Regions from separate parts of the Mus musculus genome. Here regions 1 and 3 are each linked to region 2. The links are chromatin contacts, called in public HiChIP or PLAC-seq and promoter capture Hi-C maps. All regions are on one chromosome and are shown on one strand. The core of a region is the stretch at or near the end of the contact, and the rest is flanking DNA. Distances in the headings are between cores, read along the strand shown.

Evidence for each region. HiChIP or PLAC-seq counts read pairs in DNA pulled down with a chosen protein or histone mark. Capture Hi-C pulls out chosen DNA fragments and counts their contacts.
Region 1: a contact with region 2 is called in a promoter capture Hi-C map of adipose tissue. The contact joins the promoter of Scamp4 here to the promoter of Reep6 in region 2. A contact is called at or near these places in 2 of 39 promoter capture datasets (the SN4741 cell line and pre-B cells), 2 of 484 Hi-C or Micro-C datasets (liver and stem cell-derived neural progenitor cells), 1 of 115 datasets of contacts at active chromatin or transcription factors (pancreatic cancer cells) and 1 of 9 other capture datasets (adipose tissue).
Region 3: a contact with region 2 is called in a FOXA1 HiChIP or PLAC-seq map of pancreatic cancer cells. The contact joins the promoter of Misp here to the promoter of Reep6 in region 2. A contact is called at or near these places in 1 of 39 promoter capture datasets (pre-B cells) and 1 of 115 datasets of contacts at active chromatin or transcription factors (pancreatic cancer cells).

Annotation. Positions count from the first base shown.
Region 1 is chr10:80,601,437-80,604,136 of GRCm38.p6, reverse strand. It overlaps Scamp4 (secretory carrier membrane protein 4), which reads right to left and starts at 1,255. Exons shown (of 7, transcript NM_019575.4): 1 at 1,188-1,255. Adat3 (adenosine deaminase, tRNA-specific 3) reads right to left here and starts at 1,257. Exons shown (of 2, transcript NM_001100606.1): 1 at 1,188-1,257.
Region 2 is chr10:80,328,815-80,331,514 of GRCm38.p6, reverse strand. It overlaps Reep6 (receptor accessory protein 6), which reads right to left and starts at 1,370. Exons shown (of 5, transcript NM_001204931.1): 1 at 1,170-1,370. The coding sequence starts at 1,284. Pcsk4 (proprotein convertase subtilisin/kexin type 4) reads left to right here and starts at 2,042. Exons shown (of 15, transcript NM_008793.2): 1 at 2,042-2,244; 2 at 2,465-2,569. The coding sequence starts at 2,065. Gm51809 (a long non-coding RNA gene) reads left to right here. Exons shown (of 3, transcript XR_003949017.1): 2 at 374-572; 3 at 1,023-1,056.
Region 3 is chr10:79,819,688-79,822,387 of GRCm38.p6, reverse strand. Misp (mitotic spindle positioning) reads right to left here and starts at 1,367. Exons shown (of 5, transcript NM_030218.2): 1 at 1,295-1,367. Palm (paralemmin) reads right to left here. Exons shown (of 9, transcript NM_023128.4): 9 at 1,492-2,700.

The DNA.
Region 1 (2,700 bases), core at 6-2,505, 270 kb before region 2:
ACACAGCTTTGTTTGTCCCCTCAAGACTAGACAACAAGGGACACAGAAAGATGGATGCCTTGGGGACAGATGACAGCCTGGGCTTATGGGCCTCTGGAGAGGAGTTTAATAGCTATAGGATGGTAGCCAATGCTTGGCCAAAGGGGCCCTTCATGTTCATTGCAATTGTGGCCTGTTATTCCCTTGTTTTAGGTGACAGGTGCCCACTGTACACCAGCATGGGAACAGGTTTGAAAGGGGCTCCTTGTACCACAGACAAGGACCTGCGGTCCAGCAGACACTTCCCACCTCTGAGGAACCACACGCCCTCTGCATTCAACAACTGCAGGCAAACAATGGGCCTTGGGTCCTGGGTATAGGGTCCAAAAGAATGGGACCGTGGCTGGACAGACTACAAGGATCAGGTCTGGAAGCTCAGGCCTGAAATACAAGTCACTCAATAAGCCACTAGATGGGAGTTCGGGGCCAGCTTCAGCGGTACAGGAAACTTCCAAAATAAAAAAAATGAAGTGGGCTCGGGGTAGAGCTCAGCAGTGCTGAGCCTACCTATGTCCACCAGTGAGGGACTGAAGCTTAGGTTAGGGCCCCTTGTGAGGGGATGGGGTGTGGCGCAGGGGTAGAGTCCCTGCCTGGAATCATCCATTTAAGGGCTGGGTACAAAGATTAGCGAAAGCTCCTGGAATCCACTTCTGAAGGGAGGGGAAGGGGATCAGTAGTCCAGTGCCAGTCTAATATAACCAAAGTCCAGGATTCGATCCCTGGTACCACCAAGATACCCCAAGAAACCCCATAGGGTACAAGAGCTTAAAGGGAAACTGCACACCTGCTGTAAGGATGGTGGATAAGATAACCCTGAGGCAGGGGACTGTGATGACCCGGAACATACAACCGGAAGCAGCTGGAAATCACAGGGTTTCCGGAATCAGAAGTAGGGTACACGCGTGCGCCGCAAACCAACGGCATAGGGCGCGGTGGGCGAAAAGCCCTGTGCACACGCGTACTAGCGTTGACTACTCGCGCACGCGTACTCCCACCGCCTCCCGGGACGCGCACAACCCTCTCAGGCTACGCGGTCTGTCCCGATAAGGCCTTCTTTCCCTGTCCACCGCCCTTGCCTTGTCACCATCTCCGGTGCCCCATGGCGGATTCGGAACGGCGAAAGCCGAACCCCTACGGCGGCTGCTCACCTGAGGGACACCCGAGCGAACGCCACGCTTATCCAAGTCCTAGCAACCGGGCCGCCACGCCTGCCACCGCGGGGCACCACGGGAGCGTAGTTCCATGGGCGGGGCCTGCGCGATGCGACTACATTTCCCTTAAGGCCGTGCGCGTGGCTGCTTCACAAGGCCTTGCTGAGTCTAGGGGGTTTTCTTATGTGTGCTGCAGCGAGTAGAATACTGTGGTTTGAGATCCTGGGATGGCACTGAACTCGGCCCCTTTGTGACACTTTGAGACATCAGCAGAGAGAAGACTTGAGGCAGAAGGAGACTCTATGGCCATTAGTCACTCAAAGAGCATCTGCCATCATACTTCTGTAAAGTCCCATGTTGCTGGTGAACAATCACTTTTACTGCTTGGAAAGTGACTGTAGTCTGAAGTTTTAGGTCCACTCAGGCCCTCATTCTCCTCATCTGTACATGGGTGAAACAGATATGTGAACTTCTGAATAAGTCTGGGGCTGGGGCTGTTCATGGAGTGTTTTCCTAGCACCCAGGAGAACCTGGATTCCATACATAGCATTCCTCATGGCACAAGCTGGTCATGCCTGCACTCTGGGGGTGGATACAAGAGAACAAAAGTTCAAGATGGTTGGGGCGAGGGCCTTTAACCCCAGCACTTGGGAGGCAGAGGCAGGCAAATCACTGGGAGTTCCAGGACAGATCCTGTCTTTAAAAAACAAAAACAAAAGATGAAGAAAATAAATGAACAAGTAATAGAGGCAGGAGAGATGACCTAACATTAATACCTTTTAGTTAATTATTGTTTTAGATAAAGAGTTTCACAGTGTAGCTTTATCTGCCCAACATGTCATTCCCAGGCCAGAGTCCCTGAGTCTCTCCCAGGGTCCTTCTTCCTCTGTGGCTTAGGACATAAACAGCAGATTGCCTGGCTGAGCCCTGACCAGCAGGAAGGTAGAAAGTGGCACCAGAGAGCCTGGGGTTGGCTCCAGGATCAACCTGTTTGCAATCTTCTAGGCCTGTCTGCCAAACACAATCTTTCTGGAATAAGGAATGCCTTGTGACCAGCTTATCAGAGCAGAGTAGGTCCCATGAGTTTGGTGTATGGCTGCTTGCAAGACAGATAAGTGGGAGATTAGTGTGGATATGACCAGCATTACAAAGCTAGAACCCAAGCCGGGTGGTGGTGGTCCACGCCTTTAATCCCAGCACTTGGAAGGCAGAGGCAGGCAGATTTCTGAGTTCGAGGCCAGCCTGGTCTATAGAGTGAGTTCCAGGACAGCCAGGGCTATACAGAGAAACCCTGTCTCGAAAAACAAACAAAAAAACGAAGCTAGAACCCTTAGGTACAGTGTCTGGCTTCTAGGAAGCCATGTGAACCAAGGGTCTTGGGAAGAAAACCAAGTTTTGGGTCATCACACCAAAACAGGGCCACCAGGAAACCCATGTTGTTTCTTTAATATTTTTTGACTAAGCCCAGGTCCATAGAAATGCTAGGCCAGGAGCTGTAGAGATGGCTCTG
Region 2 (2,700 bases), core at 121-2,620:
CAAAAGAAGGTCCCTAAAATCATTTCAGAAAGATGATGCACCAAGGCCCTTTCCACACTGCAGAAGGGGTCTAGAACAAGAATGGACCTAAAAACAGCTGAGGTGCTTGGATGGATAGTCCCTTCCTGCAAGTCCCTCCCCAAATCCCAGCCACTACCTTAGATCAACAAATATTGACTCAAAGCTATTGTGCTGAAGCACGGAGGAAGAGAGAGAGCCTAGTGTCCGGGTGCTGGGTCAGTCTCCTCCCAGCCTGGGCCTCAGAGGGCTCAGAGATCCACGGGGACTTTCTCCATGAGAATATTCGAGAAGGAGTACACACAATGGGCTGATAGGGCTGGGGTTGTTGTCCCTTGTTTTTCCATCCACTTAGGGGCCAGCTGGGCCACTGGAAAAACCAGACTTGCAGAGAAACCAGACTTGGGGCCTGGCATGCAGCCAGGGCCCCAAGAGGAGGCAGGTCACATGGAGAGTTGCAGTAGGACCCTAGGGTGCCCTTTTCCAAAGACCTTGGAAGAGAAGCAGGCAAATGAAAATCCCCCTTCTTGGGATTCCAGGATGAGACCCTACAGGTAGGTCAGAATGCCCAAATAATAACAGGGTCCCTGGGGGAACCAGAATGTATTTCCCTTCCATAGATAGGCACCTAGGACATTTTGGTTGCCTGTTGGGGACCCAGCTGTGCATTTCTTCCCAGTCTGGTCTGGGTGCCTAGTACCTCATGAGGTCTTTTCCCAGGCCCATCAGGGACCCAAGATATGCACTCCTTCTAGGTCTGAGTCCTTATGGCCTTGTAGAGGCCCTCAGGAACCTAGGATGTGCACACCTTCCAGGTCAGAGTTCCCAGAACCTCACGATGCCTGGTATAAGGGTCCATCTTAGAGATGGGATGCTGCAGCTAGGAATGAACTCTCAGGACCTCCCAAACCCCGTAGAAAACCTAAGATGTAAACTCCTTCCAGGGTGAGGGCACCCAAACTTCAAGATGCCCAGTCAGAACTTGGGTCCTGCAACTTATACAGGGATAGGACCCGGGAGCCAAGCCTGCATTCCCAGGGCCTCCTGGAGCTCGTCTAGAACCCATGACATGAGTCCTTTCCAGTGATGGGACCCAGGACCTCATGGTGCCCGTTGGGAACCAAGTGACATGCACCCCTCTCCAGGCTCACCCGCGGCGAGATACCGCTTCTCTACACCGGTCCTTGCTTCGAGCGCCCCGAGCGCTTCGGTGGCCACGTTCTTCTGTTCCAGAAAACGTTCGAAGCGCTGGCGCAGACCGTCCATGGCAGCGGCGGGCGCGGGGCAGGCCACTGAAGCACGCCCGCAACCTCGCGCACCGGCGCCGCCGAGAGCGCACTTTCACCACCCGCCCACCGCCCGGCCCCGCCCCCGGCCCAGTGCTTTCGGCCCCGGACCCTGGCTCCGCCCCCGCCCCCCGGCTCTGGCCAATGGGAGGGCAGGGCGGACAAAGGAGGTGGGGCCTGCCCCGTCTCCCCGGCCGCATGGCCCTCTGGCCAGGGTGAGGGCCGGGGCGGCAGCGAGGAGTCCCGAGGGGGCGGGGCCCCAGGGTGATGGCGTGTTGATTGGTCAAGAGGGTGTGGCACGATAGTGATTGGACAAGCGGTAGATTATTGACGGAGAGCGATTGACGTGGGTGGAGCTAGTTGAGGAACAGATGGGCGGAGCCTGGTAAAGATCAGCGCTGATTGGACAGACCAGAAAGGAGGCGGGACTACACTGGAAAAACGAAGCTGATCACGAAGGAGGGGGCGTGGAGAAAAGTGGGCGGGGCCAAATAAAGGTTGAAGGCACCTGTTACCTTGAACCTGCTCCTAAGGGCAGATGGAGGGGTTGTCCTTGTATAGGTGGAGAAAGTGAGGTTCCCGAAGGCTTAGGTCCCTATGAATGTGTCACTCCTAGTGGAATATTCCCACCCCTCCCAGGTGGGGAGGGGGTGGGGGAGGAAGGAAGCGCAAGGCCCCTTGGGAGTTGACAGCTTCGCGTTGCTATGGTGTCCAGGCTGGGAGTGCTTCCTGAAGCCCCGCCCCCGCCCCGCCCCCCGCTATGCGGCCCTCCCAGACAGAGCTGTGGCTGGGTCTGACTTTGACTTTGGCCCTCCTGGCTGTGAGGTGGGCCTCAGCCCAGGCCCCCATCTATGTCAGCAGCTGGGCAGTGCGGGTGACCAAAGGTTACCAGGAAGCTGAGCGCCTGGCCCGTAAATTTGGCTTCGTCAACCTGGGACAGGTGGGTGGGACGTGGGGTGTGGGTCTGGACAACCTCAGATCTGGACAAATGGGAGGGTGTCCCCAAGACCTCCCCAAATATGTATCTGTGTGCCCCTCCATGTTCAATTTGGGATTCTGTGGCTGTCATATGGACCCCTGGCTGAGGTGTATAAAGTCGTGGAGATCCTATCAAAGGAGCAGGGTCCCAGCTATGCCCCTGTTGTCCGTCGCATTCCCAGATCTTCCCTGACGACCAGTATTTCCATCTGCGGCACCGGGGTGTGGCCCAGCAGTCCCTGACTCCACACTGGGGCCATCGTCTACGACTGAAGAAAGATCCCAAGGTGAGAGTGCTCGTGGATGCTGTGTCCCAACCAGTAGCCTTCTGTCACCGTTCCTGCTATGAGTGGCCTGTGTGAAGTGGGGCCTAGTTGGGGAAGCCATGTGTGAGCTAGGCGCATATGTAACACAACTT
Region 3 (2,700 bases), core at 118-2,617, 510 kb after region 2:
CTGAGGCGGGGTGCATCCCTGCGGAACGAGGAGACTGAATCCCAAGCCTGGGCTAGCTTGTGGGACCCCTTTGAATCTCTGTCTCTTCTTTCGATCAATGCCCTATTTGATCCAGGCAGGCTGAAGGACAGATGTGCACGATGTTTCCAGACTAGCAGATACCACGGCAGGATTAGGAAACTCAGGGCCTGGGTCTCGAATTGCTGCTCTCTAGAAGGGGGTCTGTGGGGCTTCCGGCTGGTTCCTCCCCAACCCTCTGACCCTCCCTTACTCATCCAGGAAATGGGAATTCTCCCTGTCACATTCACAGAAAATTTCATATGAAACGATGACGCCTTCAGAAACACCCAGCGCGAAGCCAGGTACAGAGAAAGAGGCCTACACCCCAGTACTCAGGAGGCTGAGGCAGTGGGATTGCTATTCGTTTGAGGTCAACTTTGGCTACAGAGTGAGACCTCTCTCAAAAACTCAAAGGTAATCATGTAAAACGCCCAGGAACACGGACCGAACAGGTCAGACCCCACCATACCCCTCTGGCAGCCCACGGCCTGTGTGTGGGGCCTGGGCATAGTGCTGGGGTTCCTGGCCTCCCGTGGGCGGGCTTGTGAGGTCCCTCTGAATCTCTTGTCTTCCCTTCTTCCCTCCAGTCCGTGGTCCCCCAGCTGGACTCCAGGGGCCCTTGACAGATGTGGTGCCCATCACCTACCATCGAGGAGACAGTCAAAGCCAGGGTTGAGACAGCAGTTTTCCCAAAGCCCCCTTGGGCCCCTTCATCCCTATTTAGCAGAAGTGGGCATTGAAGTGCAGTGCATATCCAGTCCCACAGGTCGGATGGATTTGAATTAGCACCTCCCTCCGTACATCGTAGGTACTCCACCATACCAACCACCTTTCATGGGGAAACTGAGTCCTGAAAGGGCCTCTGATTGAGCCCACACACCTGACATCTCAGTACTCAGGAAACTAATGCAGGAGGATTACTTAAAGAGTTTGAGGTCAGCTTGGTTATAGGCCTTTTACTCAAGTCTGGAATACCCAGTGTGTTGGGAACACAGGACTCCTAGACATCTATTTTATACAGATAGGGCAACTGAGGCCAAAGGAAAAAAAATTCTCCAAAAAAAAAAAACATGAAAAAAAAGGGGGGTACTCCTCTACTATGCAGAACCTGGCTCAGAACTTGTGGGCTATCTGTGAGGACCTCTCTACTCTCAACATCACAGCCCAAGGACATGGGTGTGGAAGATGTGGAGACCGAGGCCCGTGGGGGTGGCTGGCCACAGCTGTCGCTTACCTGACCAGGTGCCGCAGAGTCCTGGCGAAAATGCCCAGTGAGGGCTGCAGCAGCCGCAGGGGAGAAGTTTCTCCTGTGCTCTACAGGACCCAGCCTTTTTATGGCTCCACCACTAGGAGGCCGCACCCCTTCCCGCCCAGGTGAAACCCAAGAACTTCAGCAACCTGGCTCTACACACTTTTTTTTTTTTTTTTTTTAATTTGTTTCTCTGGGAAAGTCAAGAACATGGGGGTGAAGGGCGGGGCCTTGCCACACGTCAAAAGCAGAAGGGGGCAGCAAGGGCACTTCAGCCGAGGCTCAGGGCTTGAGGAACTCAGGCAGACTCAAAGGAGGAGGAAGACGGGGGTGCCATGACCACGGCCATAGCTCACCCTCAGGAAAGTGCGCCTCTCCTCCAGGCCACGGGAAGGACAGGACACAGACCCCGTGGCCTCTGCTTGAGCCCCTACTGTAGCTGCGGGTAGTGACGGGGCCCGCAGGAGGCCCTGCACCCTGCTGCACACCAGGCTGGGGTCCCAAGGAAAGGGACCTAGACCAGGCGTGGTCCTTTGAAGTTGAGTCAGCTCCTGTGTGCAGGGTTGTGCCTCTGGGGACCAAAGTGGCTACTGCTGCCTGCCCGAAGGTTGGTGACCCTCTGCCAGGCTCCCGTCAGGCCAGGTGGCAGATGGGGGGGGGTCCCTTACTCCCACCCAAAGTGTGTGTGGAGCAGCCTAAACCTGCCTGGATATGCTAGGTTTTGTGGCGCTGGCAGACATACCCACTGACTTCTAGGGTATGGGGGTATGTGGGAAACCCAGGACCCTGGTCCAAACCAACTAGAGAAGAGGGCAGAGGTGACCCCAAAGCTCCCAAAATTAGCACCAGGAAGAAGGGCCCAGTGTGTGCATGGTGGGGGTGGGGGTGGGACTCAGGACAGGGAGTGGCTTGGCTGGCCAACAATGACTCCATCCTGCGGGTGATTGTTCTATCCCCGGTGAAGAGTTTCCCCTGCTTTGAGCTCTGCTACCTATGGGAGGGGATCCACAGGTGCCCATCCTCCTCCCTAGAACTTCAAGACTTTGAGTCCCCAAAGAACTGTGGCCTCACTCCACCTGCCCACATTAGGTCGCTGGCGCCTTGGCCAGGGAGACCCTTTCTGGTCCCCTCGAAGACTCCCCAAAAGTAACGATAAGGCACAGACAGGCTGGCCTGGGGCGGCAAGGGGACACCAGGCTGGGACCACGGTGGGCATAAGCCGCCTGTGTAAACCTGCTGTGACCTGGACTGAGGGGTCCCCATTCTTAGAGGGGCTGATATGGGCTGGCCTGTCTCTCACCAAGGGGTGACCCACGGCTCAGAGGTTCGGGGTGAGTGTGGAGTGTGGTGACGGGCAGAGCACCCCCCACCCGAGACTCGAGGTGCATAGG